Regions from separate parts of the Anas platyrhynchos genome. Here region 1 is linked to region 2. The links are chromatin contacts, called in public Hi-C maps. All regions are on one chromosome and are shown on one strand. The core of a region is the stretch at or near the end of the contact, and the rest is flanking DNA. Distances in the headings are between cores, read along the strand shown.

Region 1 (5,259 bases), core at 1,105-3,604, 140 kb before region 2:
CAGCAAGAATTAGAGAGATACCACACAGCATCAGGCACTAGAGTCTGCAGTTCAGGATTCATCCAGAGCCCCCTGAGACCTCTTCCTTTAAAGCCAGCTGTGGGCCAGGCCCCTAATCACAAAGACAGACATCAGCTGCTTTGATTTGGGGTTGCTGAAGAGCCCTGTCAACTAGAGAGCTGGAGTCTGTAAGGAGAGGTAACTAAGATTATACCCTTCAGGCTGGAGAAGAGAAAAATGAAACGGGCAGCCTCATGGGTGGGAGTGGGTGCCTTTTTCTTTCCTGCTCTGCAGCTTATTTTGGTTATCTGGGGGAGTACAGGAGCAACTTCTGGAAACAGCTGTTGAGCACAGGAAACCTGCAGATGGTGTAGAACTGTTCCCTATCCTTGACTATGAGGCAGGACAATGTAATGGATTGGAAATGGAAGGGTACACTGAGTTTGCTGGGTGTGGAGAAAGCTGCTTAGGCTATTTCTCTTTACATCTTTGAGGTGAGGGATAACAACCAGGGAGAGTCACAGCCCTGGGATGGTCACAGCACAACCCTTCATCATTTCTTCCCATTTGCCACCATGCAACTAGAAAGCAGAACGTATCCTCTATTTTGAAGCAAACTATTAGATACTCATAGTCATGCAAAGTCAAAATCAGCCCTGACACAGCTGGGATTCCCCACCTACCACTCATGGTATGTTCATATACATCCTCCTCATGCTGGAATAACACAGCTCCTTGACTCCTGCTTGGGAACACAGGTACTGTTGTGGATGATGTGCTGTTGTCTTCCCCGCTATCCCCTCCTCCTGAGAGAAATGACAGTGCCCTGTATTTGGTCAGGGGAAGGAAGAATTTGCCCTTGGGCTTCCTCCTTACCCCTACCTGTTTCTGTGTATTTACATGCAAGGGGGGGGGGGGGGGGGGGGAAGCAGACCTGGGACTAAGGGGGAGGCTGTGTCACAGCTGGAGGGACATCAGCATGGGGTCATCACACCAGTTCATCCCTGAAGCAGGACAAGCAGTGGACGAACATCTTCCCTGACACACACTGCTTTCATAGCATGCTAAAGAATTAGCCCTTGGATTTGTTTTTCAGCTGATCCCATGCTAACAGCTTGAGGTGGTTTGGGGCTGACTTCTCCACGTTGAGGCCTTTGACCTTTTAATCCTTCTGAAATAACCAATTCCTTCTCCTCCCCCTGACTCCCAGTATCACCAAATTGCCTTTTGTCGTTTTTTCTCCAGCAGCTTTTCTGGTGGGACTGGTAACTTGCTGGCTGGCCTGGCTCCTTCCTCCCACTGGGCTGTACCTAGCACTACACATAGCTTCACTCAGAGCAGACAAGAAACAAGTTTCTGCTTGATGCAGGTTCTAGGCTTGAGATTTGGAAGATTTTCAGGACTAAACCCAAACTTGCTCTTTTATGATAAATAATGAGGAGCATCTCCAGCTTCTTTACCCTTGTTTTAACTACTTCATCCCTCACCACAGCCTGCAGACCCAAAGCATTATGCAATTCTAAAAGGAGAAGAAAATAAACCTAAAGAAAAAAAAATAAAAACACAGCTGTTAACTGAAGTCAGATATAGTGGGGGTATGGATGGGACGAGAAGGAAGAGGACAGAACTGGAGAGGGCCCTGGGGAGGAGATGGCTGTGGAGATGGTCACACAACTAAGATAAAATACCTGAAGGACACGGTGTGGGGGAGATGCAGAACCTCCTAAAGAACCCATCACAAGAATGGCCACTAAATGCTGTGCGAGCATGCCTGTAACAGGCCCTGTTTCAGCTCTCGCCATTTTGAGCCTCTGAAGGAAGCAACCCACCTAATTGCATGTCCATAGGGAGGTTCAGTCAGCTTAAGCCAGTGTTCCCTCCCAAAGACGGGTAACACAGCCTGTCTCCAGCCAGATCCCGTTGTCTGACGGGCTTCCTCTTTCATCAGTGCCTGAAACAAGGGGGCTCTTTAAAACCATTTTACACTGCTGCAGGCGAGGAACAATTAGTCCATATTTATCCTTCTGGGCTTAGGTCTTTACACAGACTGATTGATACGCTTTCTCCTGCAGTTCATCTTCAAACCCATGTCTGGAGGAAAAGCAGGGACTACTCTGAAAATTGTGCAACATCTTGATTAAATTATTACAAGGCTTATGCTTACCTGAGGTTCTTGGGCATTAACATCACCTTTAAAGTTAAGCATATACTTAAGTTTTTGTCTCAGGCAAGATGGCTTAAACACAATTAAATTGCAGAAGTCCTTTCTGTCCCTCTCTCACAATTGCTGTATGAGGAGCAGTGTTATCTCCGTAGCTCATCCCACACCCCTCTACAAGGACATCTCTGCCAGACTTGAAAAGGCATAGATATTTCCCTGCACAGCTCAGAAAGTTTGTGCAGTTTCTTTCTATAAATACATCGCTGCCAGGGTCATCATTTCTGAACAGATTAAGCTTTCACACAGTCGCTTTCTATGTGAGCAGAGGCAATAGCCAGTTCTCACACTCCATGGCAAACCTGTGAAGAAAGAAGGTACAGATCCATGGCAATTATACTGCAGATCTGCTGTAAAGCTAAGGTTCGGGCTTAATGAAAGTGTGATACATAGGGAAAGGATTTACATCCAGATGTACAGTGTGAGGGAAACAGCCTCTCCACATTTGTCATGCTGCCCAGTGATTTGTCTAATAGCAAAATAAGAATAAATAAAAGATGGAAAAATATGCACCAGGAGGTCCTAAGGTAAGATGTTTTCTTCTGCTTCCAGGCAGGAGGTGAAATAGCCTGAATGAATAATTCTTGAGGATATCTATGTATGAAAAATTGTAATACAGTCTCTTGTAACACAGTTAAATTAAATAAGGTAAATCCTGCCATCCTGAGCAATTTGTATTAAAACCAAAACAAAACAAAAGAGAAAGTCTGGCAAATCTTTGAAGGTTATCCATTGAAGTTAGATAACAAACAAACAAAAACAGAACAAAACAAAACAAAAAGAGCTGAGATGCCATAGAGGTAGCCCAGGGGCATCCCAAAGTGTTTGTGTCAACCAGCAGTCGGGAAACTCAAGAGCCAGAAGACATGTGAGATTTGGGGCCCATTCCTGCCCAGGAAGGTTGGCTCATCTTGCTCACCCTCTCCCGGGTTCAAGGTCTACACTGCAACCCTGTGTGTATCCATTCAGATCCCTTGTGCATCCCATTCTCACCCATATTCCTTGTTTCAGGAAGGGTGTCATGGGGCGGCCCTCCACATGTTCCTATTCTTAGACATTATCTAGTTCTTTGAATACAGATCAGCCTTTAGTGTTCACAGCATCTCATGGCAAGTTTCTATGGTTAATTTGTATTTGGTATTAAAGAAATATCATTTAGCTCATTTCAAATCTGCTGCATGATAATTTCATTATGATCCTTAGTTTCTGTCAAGGAAGGTCATTCTGCACTGTATAGATGCCTGCCAAAGCCCTGCATTTGTCCCTATAGTGGCAGTGTTTTCCCTTTTTTCTGTATTGGTATAAGCCAGCAGAAACACAGTGAACTCTGCAGAGGCCAGGCAGGAAGCACAGGAGAGAATATAGCACTGTGGTTCTTTAATGCAAGTTCTGGCTTTAGGGCTCATAATGTGGCCTTAAATCTAACACAAAAGATTTCCTTATGTTACATCTAAAGCTATTTAGTGCCATTAGTAGCAGAGCAATAAACCAGTGATCCTTTCCCTCCTGTCCAGAGGGAAGAGATAACAGGGACCTAAAAGCTAAATTCACTTTTCAGCTTCATCAGAATATTGTTTCTGGCATGGATGTTTTCTGAGCATTGGTTTTAGAATTGTTCATATTTATATCCCAAACGTCCATGCTCACACAGAAACTCAATGAATTCAGGGAAAACAACTGGTCTCTGAACAGCTGTTAGTTTGGTTTTGAGTGTTTCAGAGGTTCTTTTTAAAATAATAAAATTCCATAAGAACTGCTACTGCGGCACTTTTTTTTTTTACTTTTTTTTTTTTTTTTCCAAGAGGAAGTTATGCAAGGCCTGCTGGATGATATCAGCACATCTGGACAGCTTGGAGACCAGTGAGCTTCGAGGGAAGGGGTGACAAACAGAGAAGAATTTCTGTTTTTTCTCAGCTTGGGGCAGGTAGGGGAGTCCTGGAGAGAGAACTTCAGCCCCCACCACTCCCAGGAGGGCCCTGCCTGGCTCTGCTCTCCAGAAGGTCACTGCATTTGGCACCCATCACAGCCAGCAAATAACTACTGATTGCTGCAGTGGGAAGTGCAAGACCAAGTGATTTCTTTTGTGTTTCCAACCCTAAATGCTTACACCATAGCTATGGATTGTATTTATGTTCTTGGGGATCTGCAGAGGGAGGTTTCCTCCCTGCCTCTTGCACAACAGGCAGGTGCTGGATACCTTGAAACAGCTTTTGCTCAGTCCTGCTTACAAGAAAGCAGTGGCTTTAGGGGGCTGCCAGCTTCAGGATGCTCTGGGATACTCCAAGATGCAGGCAGAGTGGAGCCTGCTGTGGTTGCCACACCTCACAGCCACCACTTGGCAATCACATCCTTTCAGTACCTCCAAATGCAAGCCAGGGCAAGAGTTTATTGCTTTTTAATTTAGACCATTGTTCCTGGAAAGGCTGCATAAGAAAAAAAATAGCTTTGGTTTAAGCTTCTGCACACATCTTCATGATATAACTAGTTTTCAATAGAGCCACCTCTTAAAAACATAATTAGACGTCAAATATTAATGGACAGTATATGTCTTCAAATGTAATTAAAAGAGCTGATACAAACTGCTTCAGTCCAGAAAGTTCCTGTGCTTGGCTCAACTTACAGGGCTGGTCATTATTCTCAGTTGCTTAAATCATGTGGATTCATAATCCTTTGTAAAAGAAAAAATCAATGCTGGAGTGCTTTGCTTGTGTAACAACGTACATTAGTGAGGTTGGACTGCCTCTTCAATGGGATAATACCAAGCAGTTAAAATATGTACAGAGAGCCTCCTGAATTCATTATGAATTGATTTTCATTCTTTTAATATTCTTGCTAACAAAGAAATTCCCAGTGTGTTAACACTGGCCTTTTTCTCTGTTGGCTCATCTCCTCCTTGGTTTCGGGGCTTGGTGCTCTCCCCCTGATGCCCCCAAACTTGCAGAGAGAATTGCAGAAGGAACAGTCTGCTTACCAGCCCTGCATTCATGCCTTGTAGAAACTCGGCATTAAGGTATCCACACTTAGAAAACAGAAGTAAGAAA
Region 2 (5,126 bases), core at 73-2,572:
TTCTCCCTTTGATCTTTCCAGTCCACAGGGGTAACCTTTCCAATCTGCTCTCTATTATTTGTGGTCTTCAGTGGCACCTGTAGTCCATCAAAGTTAAAAATAAACTGAAAAAATCATTCATGTGCTGTTTGCCTTTTCTCTGCTCTTACTAATGAGTATCTGACACGAGGCTGCACCCTGCACTGAATCCTGAAATGGCCTGAATTTTGACAAAAATTTGCATTCCCAGAACTTGCCCTTGCCATTGGCTGGGTTGTTACAAGCAGCATACATGCAGACATGCACACACACACACAGGATCAGGTTTGCAACAGTTGAGTTTCCTGGGACAAGGATTAGATCCCAATGATCCTGCAGCAAGACCTCTTGGGGCTGCTGAAAACAATATATTAAATATAAAACAATTACTTTCATTACAGACTTCCTCTACGTCATGTCCCAGCTTAATTTGTTTTTCTTTGTATTTACAGTCTGTTTTTAAGTCATAATTATTCCTGGCCAAATCATCTGAAACAATTTTTCTTAAACATTTAATTTTGCAAATGTTCCCATACAAATTCAAATCCTTTAATAGAGGTGAGATATTGTGTTTTTTCTTTCCTCTTTGCTACAGATCTGTGTAATTAAATTTTAATTTAGTTTGTGTTGGAATTTGCTAATATTTAAAATCCCATCCATGCCCTAGCATCACCTCCACCAATGGCACAGGTGGAAGTCAGCTGGATTTCAAGTCTGTGGATAAATATCCTCTACTACTCTTTTTTTTTTATTTTATTTTTTATTTTTTGATATAATTAAGCACACTAGTGTCCTGCATGAAATTTACTACTCCAGCTCTGGCAGCAGAAGGGATTGTGTGGACACTCCCCAAGCTGCTCCACTGCATGTGGGCTAGTTTAGACTGCCTTCGTTAGTGGTTTAAGTTAAATGAGTTAATTTTGTAAAGAAGCAAATAACATATGTAAACATATTTCCAGCTGCTGGCAGGTCAGTGGGAATGGTGACCTCTGGCACAGGAACAATAGAATACCTGGGTTGGCAACATCTTCAACCAGCAGAGATAACTGCAAAGCAAACATGCATTTGTCACCTACCTCAGCTAAAACCAGGAAAGCAAGAATACTGCAAGAGCTGTGTTAAGCTTTGGAAAGAGAGATAGAAGTGGCAAAGAAGAACTGTGCAGGGTATTGCGTATGAGAGTTACAAGACTTGATGAGCAATTGCATAGGGCAATTCCCTCTGGGTTGTTCTGGAAAATGCGTGTGTGTGGAGCCAGAAAAACAGCAAACCATCCTGGATTGCACAGATGACTCAATAGAACTTCAAAACCATCTATACAGAATAATTCATCGAGGGTGATGCATGACCATTGGCAGAAGGGGATTATCCAGGGAGAGGAGAAGGGCAGTTTCACTTTCTGAAGCAACTTCAGAGAAAATGAACCAGACTCACATGAACCCCAGTCACCAGGAGCAGCTATCATGCTCTGAACTGTAGACACTGTCTGTTGCTCAGCATGCATAACCAGAGGAGGTCCAAAATGCTTTAGAAACTACAGAGCAACCTGCTGAAGAGATGCAGCAAGGGCTCCTCTTCACACTACATAAGCATGGTCTTCCTGGTGGAGAGGAGACCATGGCTGAGGAGAGGGAAAAACAAAACAAAACCAAAAACTTGATGAAAAGAGCACCATTCTTATACATTTATGAACAGGCAGCTTCTTGTACCTTTTCCCATTTCCACAGTTACAGATGAGCTGCCAGGATCCAGCCCTCATCTGTTTCTGAAATGAAAACCGTCATTTAGTTGCTAATAGTGCACGGTAACTCCACACATGAGTGTGGAACAGGAAATGAAAAATGCCTTTTCTAACTAATAACAGCAATTTTAGGTAGATGGAACAGTAATGGTGGATGCCAAGATGGAAGCTGACCACCATCTGCTGGGTTTTCAGCAGCAGTTTTGGTCTTTGGAAGCTTTTTACAGGCTGACAATGATTCAGAAGAGTCTACTTTTGTCTGGGATTACAAAAATCAATTGCACAACTTGTACATAACATAAATAGTTTCTGTGTGGATAGCCCCTTCAGCTGACTGACCTTTATTCCAGGTTATCACATCCAGAAAGCTGTCACAGAAAGCTCTTTCCAGCTTTATGGTACTGTTTATCAGAAGACCATTTCCACTTTTAAACCAAGTTTTCATTCTCAAAGGAGAATAGATTATTTTTCTCCTCACAGACAAAGTTAGCTTCCTCAGGGAAGGTTTAGGTGTTGGTAATGTGTCCCAGGCCCTCTTGGTCTTGTAAGCCACCTCAAGACCTACACTCAACACCCATGTCACTTGTAGCCTAGCACCTTTTGTCTACACAAAATGGATCTTCAGTTGTAACTACCTTTCAATCTTTCCTTCAGTGCAGAAAAGACATATAATTGGTAGAAATCAGAGTTCTGCCAATATTATACCTCCTTTCCATTGGAAAAGCCTTCTTAACCAAAACAAGCATTTTGTACACAAATACCACACCACAGCAGAGAAGTGGGTTTGCTAGCTCTCCGTATATCTGCATTTCAGCCTGATGGAATAATAGAGACAACCCAGAGCAGTCTGAAAGCTATCCAGTTTCATGATGAGGGAATTGCCTAACTTGGCAATTCAAATTACCACAAAGTGAGCAGAGCGATTTCTATATTTGAGGATGATGTAAGGATTAGGACTAGGACATCCCCACCACCAGGCAAGGCTGAGTTGCTGCACTTGTCCCCTTTGCTTTCTCCTTTCATACTGTTCTTGGGGCCACCAGCAGTTGGCATAAATCAAAGAAGCCTTCAGTCTTCACTTTAGGTTGGGAAAACAGTTTTGTTCACATTGGACTTGTGGACAATAATTTAAAAAATTCCCTTCACCACTTCCACCCCCAAAATGATGCCTTGTGCTGATTTACTTCAGCCAGAAATTCGGGACACAACACTTAGTAACTCCACAGTGAATCAGGACTCCACAGTGAATCAGACATGTTACACAATGATTCAACTAAAGGAAGCATTCCTCTTCAACTGAGACACTGGTAAATCATGGATCTGCACAGAAAAATTTCCAAAATATCATTCATCCAACAGGCCAGACCAGCTATTAATATTTAAAGAGCATCAGAATTTACTAAGCGTCTCTCAAATACCTATGGGATTTAAATGTTCCCTGTGAGGGCCACTTGATAGACTCACTGTGATTTTGGCCATGGTATAGGACTGATTCATCTCCCCCTAGAGTATTTTCTGGTGCATGGCAAAGAAAAGATAGCAAAAAGATAATTTGTTGTGGAAAGTCACACATACACATGATTCACATATATTTTACATAACATGTATCTCTATGTGTACTTAGGCACAAAAACCTGCACAGAAAACATTACTCAGACTGTAAAATTCGGCACTCTGTAGGCAGGAAACCCTACAAGAAAGACTGCCCACTCTGCTTTGGCTCTGTCCTGAGCGGTGAGTACAGCAGACCAACTTCGTGTTACTTTGCTCTGGGGGAAGCCACAGCATGCACCACATGTAGCTGGGGGTGGCACTCCAGTGGAGCAGGGTCAGGTGTGTTTTGATCACAGCTCATCCCGAGCAAGAGTCTACTGCCCTGGTCCTCCTGCCAGCTGCTCACCACCCCTTCTCTGCCAGGCATATGATCACACTTTCTGATCTGCCAGAACAGTTCCATCTGCAGTAATTTCTTAACGCAAGTTCTGTCGAATGATCTGTGGTTTGTGGTTTCTTTTTGGGTATATATATATATATATATATATAAAGGTCAGACAAATCTGTGCCCCCACCAAGTCAGACAATTTTTGCAAACAGAAGCAGCTAGAAGTGCTTTTCTGCCAGCAGATCTGAGGGGTTAGCAACCTAAGACAAGATCTGATACAGCCAGAACATTGTGTCTGCACCATTAATGAGCTCCTGTTCAATATTTCTTTTTCACCGTATTGCTCAAGGCACGGTACCAAAGCCTTAGTAATGGTGCCTTTCAAACCCTGCGGTGGAGACAGGATTACTAATATCTACAACACCCACCACAGTAGTATCACAAATACCCATTTGTTCATTATTTTTAAATGCCCAATTTGATTTATTTATTTATTTATTTTCAGAATCTTTAGCATTATACAGCACTTTGTTTGATCAGGGAACAACTTAGGTTGAATTTTGTTGCAAGAATAAGCATCAGCACATGAGGTATGGAATGTAGGATATAAGAAATATACTTTTTAAAATAAGCTGTCAGAATCTGACTAGCACCATATAGGAATTAGAGCAGAACCATGAACAGATTTTTTTATTTTTTTTCCAGGGCAAGGCATGGCTCTGACAGTCTATAGTTTCCCACAATCCTTCATCTCATGTAATACACGTTTGGTGATTTCTATGTCAAACAAAGCAGGGGAAAAAAGCCCAGATCTGCTCCAAAAGAGATCCATCCTGCACCTTCAGCAGAGCCCTCAGGGAAAAAGCATGCGTGGTCATCCAACTAAAGGCACAAATCTCATCTCTGAGAGGATTTTGCTGCATGTGCAACCTTAATTCTAATAGTACCTAAATACTAGGAATTTGATTTTTTAAAACATTAATAAAAGAAAAAAAGACAATGATATAATTATTATTTCCTTTTGTTTTAAAAGCACCCTGAAAGCCCAGAAATTTATTTTTGTTGTTTCTCAAAGCCACAGTCATTGGCACACAGGAACCTGTACAATGGGTTTGAAGACATCTGCCACTTGAGCTAAAGGACACCTTCCACTCATGTCTGACCATTGTCCTGTATATCTGCCAGGATCTCTGTGTGTCAGAGAGAGAGAAACTTTGTTTGTGGGTTTCACTGTTATCCACCAGAAAGTATGAACCAAAAAATATGTGCTACAAGAGGCCCGTGCTCTTCTAGTTTTCCTTCCCAAGTTCCTAAAAAGTGTCTGAGCCCATGGGAGTCCCTCTGTAAAAATCTCATTTTTCTGCATCATCTCATCCTGACCCTTTTCTTTCCCCTTTCCCACTGATAGATTGATTTTCCAGTCAGCCCCACATTGGACAAAGGGTGATTCTTCTCTCCCAGATCCCTTTCTCACCGTCCTTTCCC

Evidence for each region. Hi-C and Micro-C count contacts between places; a contact is called where the count stands out from the background.
Region 1: a Hi-C map of subcutaneous adipose tissue shows a contact between it and region 2, with 2.2 times the contacts expected there. The contact joins two enhancer-like sites. A contact is called at or near these places in 3 of 8 Hi-C or Micro-C datasets (liver, skeletal muscle and subcutaneous adipose tissue).

What each region holds. Positions count from the first base shown.
Region 1 is chr2:94,843,471-94,848,729 of IASCAAS_PekinDuck_T2T, reverse strand. No RefSeq gene overlaps it. Among named protein-coding and RNA genes, the nearest start is that of EDN1, 14 kb to the left of the region's middle. Within about 2 kb of position 2,354, at least 4 of the 8 cell types and tissues checked have an H3K27ac peak or open chromatin away from gene starts, as enhancers often do.
Region 2 is chr2:94,698,432-94,703,557 of IASCAAS_PekinDuck_T2T, reverse strand. No RefSeq gene overlaps it. Among named protein-coding and RNA genes, the nearest start is that of HIVEP1, 15 kb to the left of the region's middle. Within about 2 kb of position 1,322, at least 2 of the 8 cell types and tissues checked have an H3K27ac peak or open chromatin away from gene starts, as enhancers often do.